2 separate regions of the Mus musculus genome follow, and region 1 is linked to region 2. A link is a contact called in public HiCAR-type data. All regions are on one chromosome and are shown on one strand. Each heading gives the region's core, a stretch centred on a gene start, on an enhancer-like site or on the middle of the called end of the contact. The rest is flanking DNA. Distances are from core to core; before and after follow the strand shown.

What was found. HiCAR-type assays count read pairs that join an accessible place to other places.
Region 1: a contact with region 2 is called in a HiCAR-type map of astrocytes, with 5 times the contacts expected there. The contact joins the promoter of Tmem220 here to the promoter of Myocd in region 2. A contact is called at or near these places in 1 of 39 promoter capture datasets (hippocampal neurons) and 1 of 115 datasets of contacts at active chromatin or transcription factors (astrocytes).

What each region holds. Positions count from the first base shown.
Region 1 is chr11:67,023,434-67,029,184 of GRCm38.p6, forward strand. Tmem220 (transmembrane protein 220) reads left to right here and starts at 1,721. Exons shown (of 6, transcript NM_001291042.1): 1 at 1,721-1,838; 2 at 2,476-2,505. The coding sequence starts at 1,746.
Region 2 is chr11:65,267,399-65,272,877 of GRCm38.p6, forward strand. It overlaps Myocd (myocardin), which reads right to left and starts at 2,591. Exons shown (of 13, transcript NM_146386.3): 1 at 2,246-2,591. The coding sequence starts at 2,300. Gm30586 (a long non-coding RNA gene) reads left to right here and starts at 2,527. Exons shown (of 3, transcript XR_001780238.2): 1 at 2,527-2,865.

The sequences.
Region 1 (5,751 bases), core at 471-2,970, 1.8 Mb after region 2:
CAGTTTCTCATGTTATGGTTGTTGGTATTCTGTCTGGACTCCACCCCCACAGTTACCTGGCAACAGCCAGGTAGGCCTGGCCCACTATAAAAGGGGCTGCTTGGCCCCTCTTCTCTCTCTTACTCTCTTACTCTCTTGCCTCTTGCTTCTTGCCCCTTGCTCCCTCTTTCTCCCCATTCACTTCCTTTCTCTCCACGTGGTCATGGCCGACCTCTACTTCTCTACCCTCTCTCTCTTTGCCTTTCCCTGCCTCTACTGCCCTCTTTACTCCCCTCCTTGCGCCCTAAATAAACTATTCCATACTATACTGTTGTGTGGCTGGTCCCTCAGAGGGAAGGGATACCTTGGCATGGACCCACGGAGACATCTCCTTCCCCACACCCTGCCAGAACATATTCTTATAGCTCTTTCTTTTTTTATGATCACAACAAAGGTGGCCCTCAACCATAAAATTATTTTTGTTGCTATTCATAATTGTAATCTTGCTACTGTTATAAATCATAATGCAAATCTGCTTTCTGGTGGTCTTAGGGGAACTCTATGAAAGGGTCCTTTGGCCCCCTCGAAGGGGTCGCGACCCACAAGTTGAGAAGTGCTGCTCTAAAGGCTGCCCTTGAATGGAAAACACTTCTGAGAAGTTGATCTTTTTCTTCTTTTAGTTAAAAGGAAAGCAGAACAGTCAGGCACCCAAAATGCAGGATTTGAGGTGACAAAGACTATTTAGAATAACAATGATTCGGTCTATGCATGTGTAAATGAGCCCAAAGAAGAGCTACTCCGTAGCTTACACAACAGGAAACTGGCTGAAATAAGTGAGCAGAGAGCTGCCAATACTTCCAAGTCTTCCCTTTCTAAGAAATGCATAGCAAATGAGTGTTGGAAACGTTGGTTTTGCAGATGGGTTAGAAATATAAATATGTATAATACATAAATAAATATCTTATATGATGAGAGCACGTGAAGGTAAAGGGAGCTGCCTCTGGAACTCACTTCAGAAATGTCGCAATGTTTTCCTCCCTCTGGAAGCACGGGAGCTTTAAAAAGAAGCACTTAAATACTAATTCCAGCACTATTTAGGACTATGAATGTGTAAATGAGACCAGACTGTGAGTTTGAAGTTAGTGTGTTTTATATAGTGAGTTCCAGGACAGCCACTGGACCCTTTCACAGAAAACGGAAAAACAAAAACAAAAACAAAACCTAACCAGAACACGCGCGCTAGCGCGTCCTTTTTCTTTTCCTTTCTCTTCTTCATTTGCGTTTCTGGTTTGTTCTGTTGTGTTTGTTTTGTTTCTTTCATTTGCTTTGTTTGTTTGTTTGTTTGTTTGTTTTGTTTTGTTTTTTCGAGACAGGGTTTCTCTGTGTAGCCCTGGCTGTCCTGGAACTCACTTTGTAGACCAGGCCTGCCTCTACCTCCCGAGTGCTGGGATTAAAGGCGTGCGCCACCACGCCCGGCTTCATTTGCTTTTTTAATGAGAGAAAGAATAAGGGAAAAGAAAGGCACATGCCAATGATACACTTTATCCACTAGAGAGCGCCGCAAGACCGTTCTAGACCTGAGGAGGGCGGGGAGGGAAGAAGGGCTCGCCTCGCCCTTGTATCCCCGCTCCCGCTGTCTGAGCCCTGCCCCTTGTCCCTCCCCCACCTACTACGCCCCGCCCCTCCTGGGTACCGCCCCGCTAGCCCAGCCTCGCCCTCTGGCCACGCCCCTCTGGGGCCTGTCCTGCTCCTCCGGCTTCCAGGTCATGGCGCCAGCAGTGGCTACTTGGGCTCCCGGCTTGTGGCGGGCCTGCAACGCACTCATGGCAGCTTTCTTCGCCCTGGCCGCTGTGGTGCAGGTCAGGCGGGCTGAGGAGGGCTGGCAGAGGGACCGCGAAGCCTGGGCGACCAGTTCTCAGGGTGGAGCCGAATTGGGACCCACAGAGTCCTTTCAAGCAGAAAGAACATGGATGAATATGTGTAGTTAGGCAACGCACTCAGAGCTTGACCTAGCGGCCCCGCGTGCAAGTTTGTGCAGCCGGTCACTTAGAAAGGGGCCCAGAACCGCAGCTCTGACACCTTTTCGAATCTTCAGCCTCAGTGAGATGGGTTTTAGCGCCTGGGAGGAAAGTGGAAATAGAATAGACAGCATCCTTACCCTTCCTAGACCTCTTCCTGATCATCCTCAGGGTGACTGCCCTCGTATCTTGGGACCTAGGATTTTCATATACACTATAATAGTTCTTAGGAAATCCCAAGCAGTTATTTTCAAAAGATGCATGGCTGGGTGGTTAGATCTACCTGTTGTGTTCAACCGAGAGGAGAGTCCCTGCTGCCATCGGGATGTGCAGACTGCTAAACTAGCTCATGGTGTTATGTACCCTGAGCCCATTGTAGCGCCTAGTTCTTCGCAATGAATAGTAAACACAAGGCCAGACCAGACAGAGGATACATGGATCTAATGTGAGCTAACACCTTGACGTTTTGACATTCTAGGTAAACGATCCAGATGCAGAGTTGTGGGTGGTGAGTATGAGCTACTTGCAAAACGTTCCTCCATTTGACACGACTACACTCTGATCCTGGGACTCTTGTCTAAAACCCAGAAATTAATACCTCTGTGAGCTCATGTCCCTAATTTTTCGCATCGGAGGGGGAAATCACTCTGATCATATAACTGATGGAGATGTGAATTCTGAACTTTCTGTAGACACGAAAGTCTTTCTGCAGAGAGAGCTTATACCAGCGACTCCCACTTCCCATGACTACACCGGGCATGACAGTAAGAGCTCCTGTCTTTGCTAAGGACTTACAACATGCTAGTCATTTGACATACATTATGCTAACCTTTATGACAGCCGTAACAAGGATGTGTGCCGGTTATATCCATCTGTGACTTTTGTTCTCAGACAACAATAGACCGTCTTGGAGGCAGACTGCACAGTATCACTGAGAAACTCATTCTTGGGTTTGGGGACAGTGTTCACTGTATAGAGAGCAGTGAGTGAGAACACCAGGAATGCAGAGCTGAGTTCTAGCCTGGTTTGAATGTTGGTGCAGTAGAACCATGGCCTGAAACTGCTTGTTATCCAGAGTCCCCTCTCCCCAAATTAGATGACCTCCTCAGCATTTTGCTCCATAGCCTGAGTTCACAATCATATCTCATATATCCCCTCAGGAAGCTCCATGTTGATTCTCTAAAAGATGGCTCCAAATAGCCACCAGCACCACCATGCTGCTCTGTGAAACCTGTCTGGGATCCCACAGAACACCTCCTCCCTAAGCCTCGTCCACCTCCTGACTGACCCAGCAATTTCTGTTCTCAGCAGAGCTACTAGGCATCTTCACTCAATACCTGTTGCCTTTAACATCACTGCCCTGAGATGCTGTCAAAAGTAAAAAAAGAATTCAGCAGCATCCATTCTAGGCATAGGTACATGCACAGTGCCTGAGTACCCTACCTTTGCTCGTTCCCACTCAGCCCTCCCTTACTTCCCCTGAAGACAGCCTTATAACTCTTCTATCTGCCTCCTGCCTCCTCTGCCTCTACAACACTGTCCGCTTTCAAACCCTTTGTTGTTTCCCAAGCTAAGTCGGAGCTCCTCCATTTGGTCTTTAGCCCCACCATAGCATGGCCCATCCCACATTTCCAGCATTGTCTTTGGAGTCTAGTCCAGAAATGATGGCAAATGGGCCTTGCCCCTAGCCTGCCTGCTGCTGTGTGCCCAGGCTCCCAGGACTGTCTCAGATGCCATCTCAGTCGCTCTGCCTCTTTCCAGGAGGATCTGACCATCCTTCCTGATCTCTTATTGTAGCAATAACTCCTTTGGCTGATGCTCTGGGCAGCCAGCTTCCAGAAGGACAGGGACATGGTCTCCATCTTCTTAGGAGCCTTGTATAAAGTTTCCTCGTAAAGATCCTCCCGAGGGAAGTACAGAAGGAATGGATGCACAGATGAACAGTACTATGTTGCTTTCTGCACTTTGGAAACTAGGTCTTCGCCCAGCTCCTTCCCACAGTCCCTGCTGTACCTTGTTCATGGAGGCTACTTGCATCACAGAGGCAAATACTGGGATGTGGATTATAACAACAGGTTATAGAAATACAGAACATATCACGTAAGAAACGAAGCGTTCCATAATTAAAGAAAGAAAGAAAGAAAGAAAGAAAGAAAGAAAGAAAGAAAGAAAGAAAGAAAGAAAGAAACTCTGGTGGTCACTTGGTGGTCAAGAGTGGCATGAAGGAATAGGGCTTTCTCTTCTCAGCCTTCCTCATGTTTATTGAATAGCTTCTGCAGCTGCAGACCTCTCTAAGCCCCAGAGGAGTATACCCAATGCGTGAGGAGTCAAAGCAGGAGCGAGATAGGTTTCCTCCTGGGCTTCCATCCCTCCAGTTACAGACAAAATGTTTCCCAAGAAGTCCCTTGGACAGGTGGCATTTGGTTTGCACAAATCAGCATGCCGTGTTGTTATTAGAGTCTCGGTGTGATTTATATGCAACCATACCTTGTTAAAATGCCTTGTATGGCATTAACTTGGCCCTGGGAGACACCGCCTTACCTATATTCCTGGACATGACCATTTTTGCAATGGATGAGAATTAGGGACAAGTCCAGGGTACTCAATGACTTTACAAATTAAATTCTGTTAAGTGGATACTATGATACCTTTAGTTTTTCCATTGGTTAAAAATAATAATAATAATGAAGGACTGGCAAAATGACTCAGTGGGTAAAGTTGCTTGCCCAGAAGCCTAAAGCCTGATTTTGGTCCTAGGGACCCATGAAGAGAATGGACTCCACAGAGGTGTCCTCTGACCACTACCACTTAGATCCTACACACATGCATATACACAGATGCACACGCATTCATTCATAAATTAATAAGCTAACTGCATTTACTAAATCCCAAAAGTATCAGAAGAGAACATTATAAGTGAATTATACCGGGTTCATATTTTTACTGAGCCTTGTTTTTTTGTTTTGTTTCATTTTTGGTTTTCAAGACAGGGTTTCTCTGTGTAGCCCTGGCTGTCCTGGAACTCACTCTGTAGATTAGGCTGGTCTTAAACTCAGAGATTAGCCTGCCTCTGCCTCCCAAATGCTGGGTTTAAAGTCGTGGGCTACCATTGTTGTAACGTGTGTACTAGAAGCAGTTCTTTTCCATCTCTCCACCCCCAGCTTTTTTCATCTTCTCCGATTATCGACAGGGCAAAGCATTTTCATACGGATTATTATATCACAGTTGCTGTGAGAGACTCAAAGGATCGATTTCTTCATATAAAGCAGTAGAATAAGGCTGTGTAGTGTTGAGACAGACATGCAGACATTTGCGTGCACATTTTTAAAATCTATGCAGAACATTTCCCACAGAGCACCGTTGGGTATTGTATGGTGTGTGCTCATTAATGGTCTTCTGTCTCTGATTGCCTCTGTCTGCCTCACTCCCGAGTAGCTGAATCATATAGTTATCCGTGTGGAATGGGTCTCACCCGTGGCCCCTCACCCCTTAAGTGTGTCCTTGGAAGAGCAGCAGTGTTCTATCCAGGGACTTGTCAGAAAGACAGCACGCTGAGACCTACTACAGACCTCCCCGCTCAGCACAAGACCCATGCTAAAGACCCTCAAGGAGCATGCCTGCCCCTCTGTCAGAGACAACCTGACTTGCAGGTATCAACTGGCTGACATTCCAGTCACCAGCTTGGATGGAGCAGGAAACACTAACACAGACTTTCAGATCCAAGGTGAAAACCAGCCACTTGAAACAACAGTTC
Region 2 (5,479 bases), core at 1,341-3,840:
CTATCACAGCAAGCCCATTGCTATAATCGTAAGACAGTTTACTTTCAGTTAGTTTTGAAACATTAATTTTAAAATCATACTACCAGGATCTACTATTGAAGTGAATATTCACTGCTATATACGAAGTTTTAGAGTTGGCAGCTGGAATCCCTCAAGAAAGAAATGGGGGTGACTGAGAGGGAGGGAGGGAGGGAGGGAGGGAGAGAGAGAGATATCAAGGTGAACAAGAGACCTTCCTCATTCATTTTTAGACAGAAAGTGAAGCAAAGTCCCCTAGGCAGAGGCAGTTAATACAAGGCCAGGCAGGCCTCAGGGCCACATGTCCACCATGGTCACTCTGTCCAGGAACTATAACCAGTAGCCATCAACTGATTTACAATCTTACAATAATGTTTTTCTTTCTCTTGTGTAAGATTATCAAGCACAACACCTAAGATGCGCAACTGGCTTTGTCTGTCATCGATTCCAGTCCCCTCAACTTTTAAATCAAAGCTTAAATTAAGCTTCCTACTTCTGTATTATGCTTCGACAAACTACCTTCCTTATGACAAAAATGCCTGAAAAACGTGGGATTGGTGCCAGGCAGTGGTGGCACATGCCTTTAATCCCAGCACTTGGAAAGCAGAGGCAGGTGGATTTTGAGGTCAGCCTGGTCTACAGAGTGAGTTCTAGGACAGCCAGGGCTACACAGAGAAACCCTGTCTTAAAAAAAAAAAAAGTGGGGTTGGACTTCTTCAAAGCTCCAGGATAAAGATTCGCAGGGTCCAGGTAGAGACCTCAGGCCTGCACAATCCACTGAGTTAGGGGTTAAAATAGTGCAAACAGTTTTCCCTCTCCACCATATTTCAGCTGAGGAATTCCTTGATAAGTCTGTTTTGCAAGCCCACTATCAAGAACATCACCAAATCCTTTTAGAAATGATCCAGCAGCCTCTCCCTGTCCCTCCGTCTACCCCATTAAACTGCACGGGAGCAGTTGAAATAAACTCAGCTTTATGCAAAAACAAAAATGACATCCTTGCTCCCTCAGAAAGGTGGCAGTATTGCCTTGTGGTTTTGAGCAAATTACCAAGCATGTGAGGTCTCTGATGAACAAACTAACCACCTCACCTCAACATGGAAAGGACAAACGTGCATGGCTGACCCCGGTGGCTAGTGGTTAGGAGACACACCCCAGGCCTCCAGAGGCACTGTGGCTCCTGGCCACTTCAGCTCTTAAGTTTTCAACTTGCCTCACTAAACAATCCTTCAAGAAATCCCCAGAGTGTCCCATCCACACCTAAGGATCAGGAACAACTGAGGTGGTTACAGAGGCTCCTTATGGCCCATCACCCACTGTGCACAATTTCTGAGCCACTCATTTCAAGACAAACAGTTGAGTAGCTCCTTCAGAAGGACCAAGGGAATTGACAGAGTGAGTGGCACCAGCATCAGCCAGCACCTGTTACATGGAAGGCTCACACCAGAGCTATCCACCAAAATGTTCGTTCTTAGAAGGTGCCCTGCCATCATTGAATGGCCCTGTTACCACTGTTATAAAAGCAAGAATGGGCAAAGCTAGGTAGCCCTTCCAGGATGCGAACGAGGGAACACAATCCTGCGTCTTCTGTAGGCCCCCACGTACCCTTTCCTTATACTCACCTCTCCTGAGTGTCCCTCCAGAAGTTTCTCTGTGTGCCACTAACACAACAATTTTAGGGAAAATTGTCCATTTATAAATATCAGATGGTTTGGGAAAAAATATTTGTGGCGCTGGTTTTTTTCCCCCATGGTGATGTCATTTAAAAATTCTTGGTGTGCTCCAAATTCGCTATTTTTACTTCCTCCAAGTGACTTTTTTGGGAAATACATTTGTTTGGATTAGCTACATGTTAAGTGACCCCTAGACGTCTCACAGTCCTAGGCACATTGTCTCAGCGGTTGTAACTGATAACGCGCCCACTCTATAACTTCAGATCCTGGAGTTGCCCATTTCAACACAGTTCCTTTTGGGTCGTCCCCTTAAAAATGTCTATTTACCGATAAAGGAAAATATAGTAAAATAAAGTAAAACATTGGATTATTCGTAAACAAAACTCAAACTTAACACAGGTCAAAGGGAAGACATTTGAAGGCATTCAGTCAAACACAGTGTTCATTTTGGGGAAACAGAGGGAAGGCCGCCACCTCAGGCCCGAAGCATTCATTGTAAAGCAGTTGAGTGGTAGAGATGAAAAGTTTAAGGAGTGCTGAACGCCTTACTCTACCTGATCGGAACTTCCTTCTAATCAGCAAAGAGTGTTCAGACCCCAGGAGTGTCATGGTGAGTCTCAGCAAGCCGCTGGTCGTTGGCCAGGCGCCCCGCTTTCCACCAGAAACTGGCTCCCGGGAGCCCAGAGGACAGCAGCTAACAACCCAGAATTCATCCAACTCTTGGGGAGCTCCCTTGGGTAGGAGGACGCACAGTGGCCGCCAGTGTCCCCAGAAAACTGGCGCCTCCCCCCTCGCCGCTCGCGAGGCTAATTAACTCCCAGCAGGCAGGACCCTCCTCCTCTGAGGGTGGCCGGGAACAGCCGCATCCTAGGCGTTCCTGGCTGATGTCATAGGCTGCCAGCGGTCGCGGAGTACCGCCACCACGCCTTTATGAAGGTCCCAAGTTTGCTATCTGATCCTCTTTACTACTGACAGGAGATCAGCCAATCAGGAGCGGTGAGCGGGGCCTGGGGACCAGACGCGGCCCCAGGAGTCTTAACAGCCGGCTCTTAACTCTTTGCAGAATAGTGCGCCAAGGCTGCTTGCCCAGGCGGGAGTCTCTGCACTGGCACCCCTAAATCGGATGCCCGAAGGCTGCAGGCGGCGCCCGGCGTGCAGGTGGCGCCTGGCGACGGTAGGAGTGTATCTGCTTGTCCTAGGTGTGCATGTCCCTGGTGTCCCCAGCTTACTGCAGGGCTCTGGAAGGTACATCTCCAGAACGCGCTGGAGCCTGGGCCAAGAAGCTGGGTTGGCTTGCAACTCCCGGGAGCACCCGCTTCCCCTCTGTATCCGAGCGGTGGTGCTTCAGGAGACCGATGCCTGGAGCAGCTACTGAGCGGCTGAAGAAGTGGCAGAAAGTCTTTCCCTGTGGTTGGATGTTCTCTTTGGATTCACAAAAAGTTTGTGTCTGGGGACTGAGCCCAGAGTGCGATTGGTGCAAAAGTTGAGCGTACTATTGAGCACTCAACAGGGTAGGATTCGGTGGCCTGGGCAAGCCAGATCGGAAAAGTGCAGAGGTTTTTCACGTCCCTTTCATAGTGGGAAAGGGACCCAAAGAGGCGCTGAGGATGCGCGTCTCTGGGGTGCCTGGGGTGACAGGGTCCCACGTGCATCATTAAGTACAACACATGTTCTAAGACAAAGATTTAGATAGTTGGAAAAAAAACATTGAACTGCATACATACAACACACAATTTGCCACTATTTGCAACTTTATATGCACGTGAGCTCCCAGATACAATTCTTTACATCTCCCCTTTTGTCTCAAAGCTGTGAATTCTTGAAGAGAATGACAATGACAGGTGGAGGCCTAATGTAACAATATCTGTTAGGGACTAATCTCTGCCCTGATCCGGGGTCTTCTGCCTCTATCAACTGTTGCTGAAGACACCCTAGGGTGCCCAGACCTTCCTTTTTCCCATTCTCTGGGTTGCACCAATGCACTTGAATCTTGGAATTCGTTTTCTGAGATAGGTAATGCTCCTCCTCACTAAATCAGAGAGGAGGTGGAGCCCTGCTACTCAACTTCCTCTTGTGAATAGGGTTGGGCAGTACGAGCCTACAACAGGCTGCCTCCTGTGGTAGCCTGGCAGTGGTTGTGCATTCCACAAGCAGTGCTGAACTGGGCTGTTCCTGTGGGAACAGATCACAGCCGCTTTAATGGCTTACATCAATCCCGATTCATTACCTTGCAGGTTTGAAGGCTGGGAGTCAGAAACTGGTCTCACTGAGTTAAAAAAAAAAAATCAAGGTGTTGGCAGAACTGTGTTCCCTTCTGGAAGCTCATGAAGAGACTCCATTTCCTTTCCCTTTCCAACTACTAGAGGCCACCCATGTTCCTTGGCTTCCAGCCTGTTCTTCCATCTCCCAAAACAGAAATTGTGGGTCAAGTTCTTATTACATCTTATCAGTCTAGCTCCTCCCTCCCCACCTTCTGCATCTCTCTCTGAGTTAACCTTACTTTAAGGAAAAACTCTGTCAGGCTAGCTGATGATGAATCCTTATTCCCACTTGCTATGCAATGTAACATAATTGCAGATGCCTGAACTTGGAAGTGAAGGGGAAGATGTTGTATTGTGTGTTACATAGAGAAGGTCTCTCTCGTCCCAGCTCATCAAAGAAGAGAAACACAACAGAGGAAGGACTGGGAGGGGTCAGGCCCGCATGTCTAGAACAGCCCTAAGCAGGGTTGAGATGCATGGGGCAGGGGCGACTCCAGAGAAAAGAGGTAGCAGGATAAGGGACATCACAAAATTATCCCATGGAGGAAACTCTGTGAAACATGAAAAAGAAAGAATAGAAGGAAAGACCCAAAGGAATGTTTACACTGAAGACAGCAAGGCTGAGGAGATGCCCACGGCAACTTAGTGGGGCTTTCTTTATTCAGTGGGAGTTGTGATAAAATCAGCTGAAGGATCCAACCAAGGGTCTTTCTGACCCAGAGGGACGGAGGGGGTTGGAGTGTGTGCTTGTGGACAGGACCACAGTCCCTCTTTTGCTGGCTTTCTTTTATTGTTATTTAGTGAGATTAGTGAGATGAGGTCTCCCTGCCCTAGGATTTTTTTTTTTTTTTTTTTTTTTTTTTTTTTTTTTTTTTTTTTTTTTTTTAGTTTTCATCTCAAAAGGAGTTTATTCATTAATCCTTAAAGTAATATTTTAACTAATTCTTCAAGAATTTCATATTATCAATTTGGATCATATTCATGCTCCCTACCCCAACCCGATTCGATTCAGATCTCTCTCCACCTTCCTTGCCTCCCTACCCATCCATCTCTGAGCTGCCCTTGAGGTATTGTCTTCCTCCTCCTCCCTCCTCTTCCCCCTCCTCCCCCCTCCTCCTCCCCCTCCTCTTCCCCCTCATCCCCCTCCTTCTTCCCCTTTTGCATTATTTAAAGCCATTGTGTTAGGTTTGTGTTGTTTAGCTGCTCTTGTGAGTAGAGCCTGTTCAGGTTGACCACAGTCTTGCCTCAGCCTCTGGAGTGCTAGAATTAAAAGAGTAGAGCAGCATGCCTCCGTTCTTATTTTCGCTTCCTGGCTTTCTCCCTTCCTCTTTCTCCCATCTCTCTGTCTCTTGGTCTCACCCCACCCCCAGCAGCTCCATGGATGAGTTGGGAAACCCTGATAACCACAGTTCTCCTCGATTTTTCCCATCAGAGAATAGAGCAGCTGACTTCTGCCCTCCGGGATTTCTAGCCCTTATGGCTTTGGGATATCTATGGATATAAATATGTGCATTATAGAGGCTCATC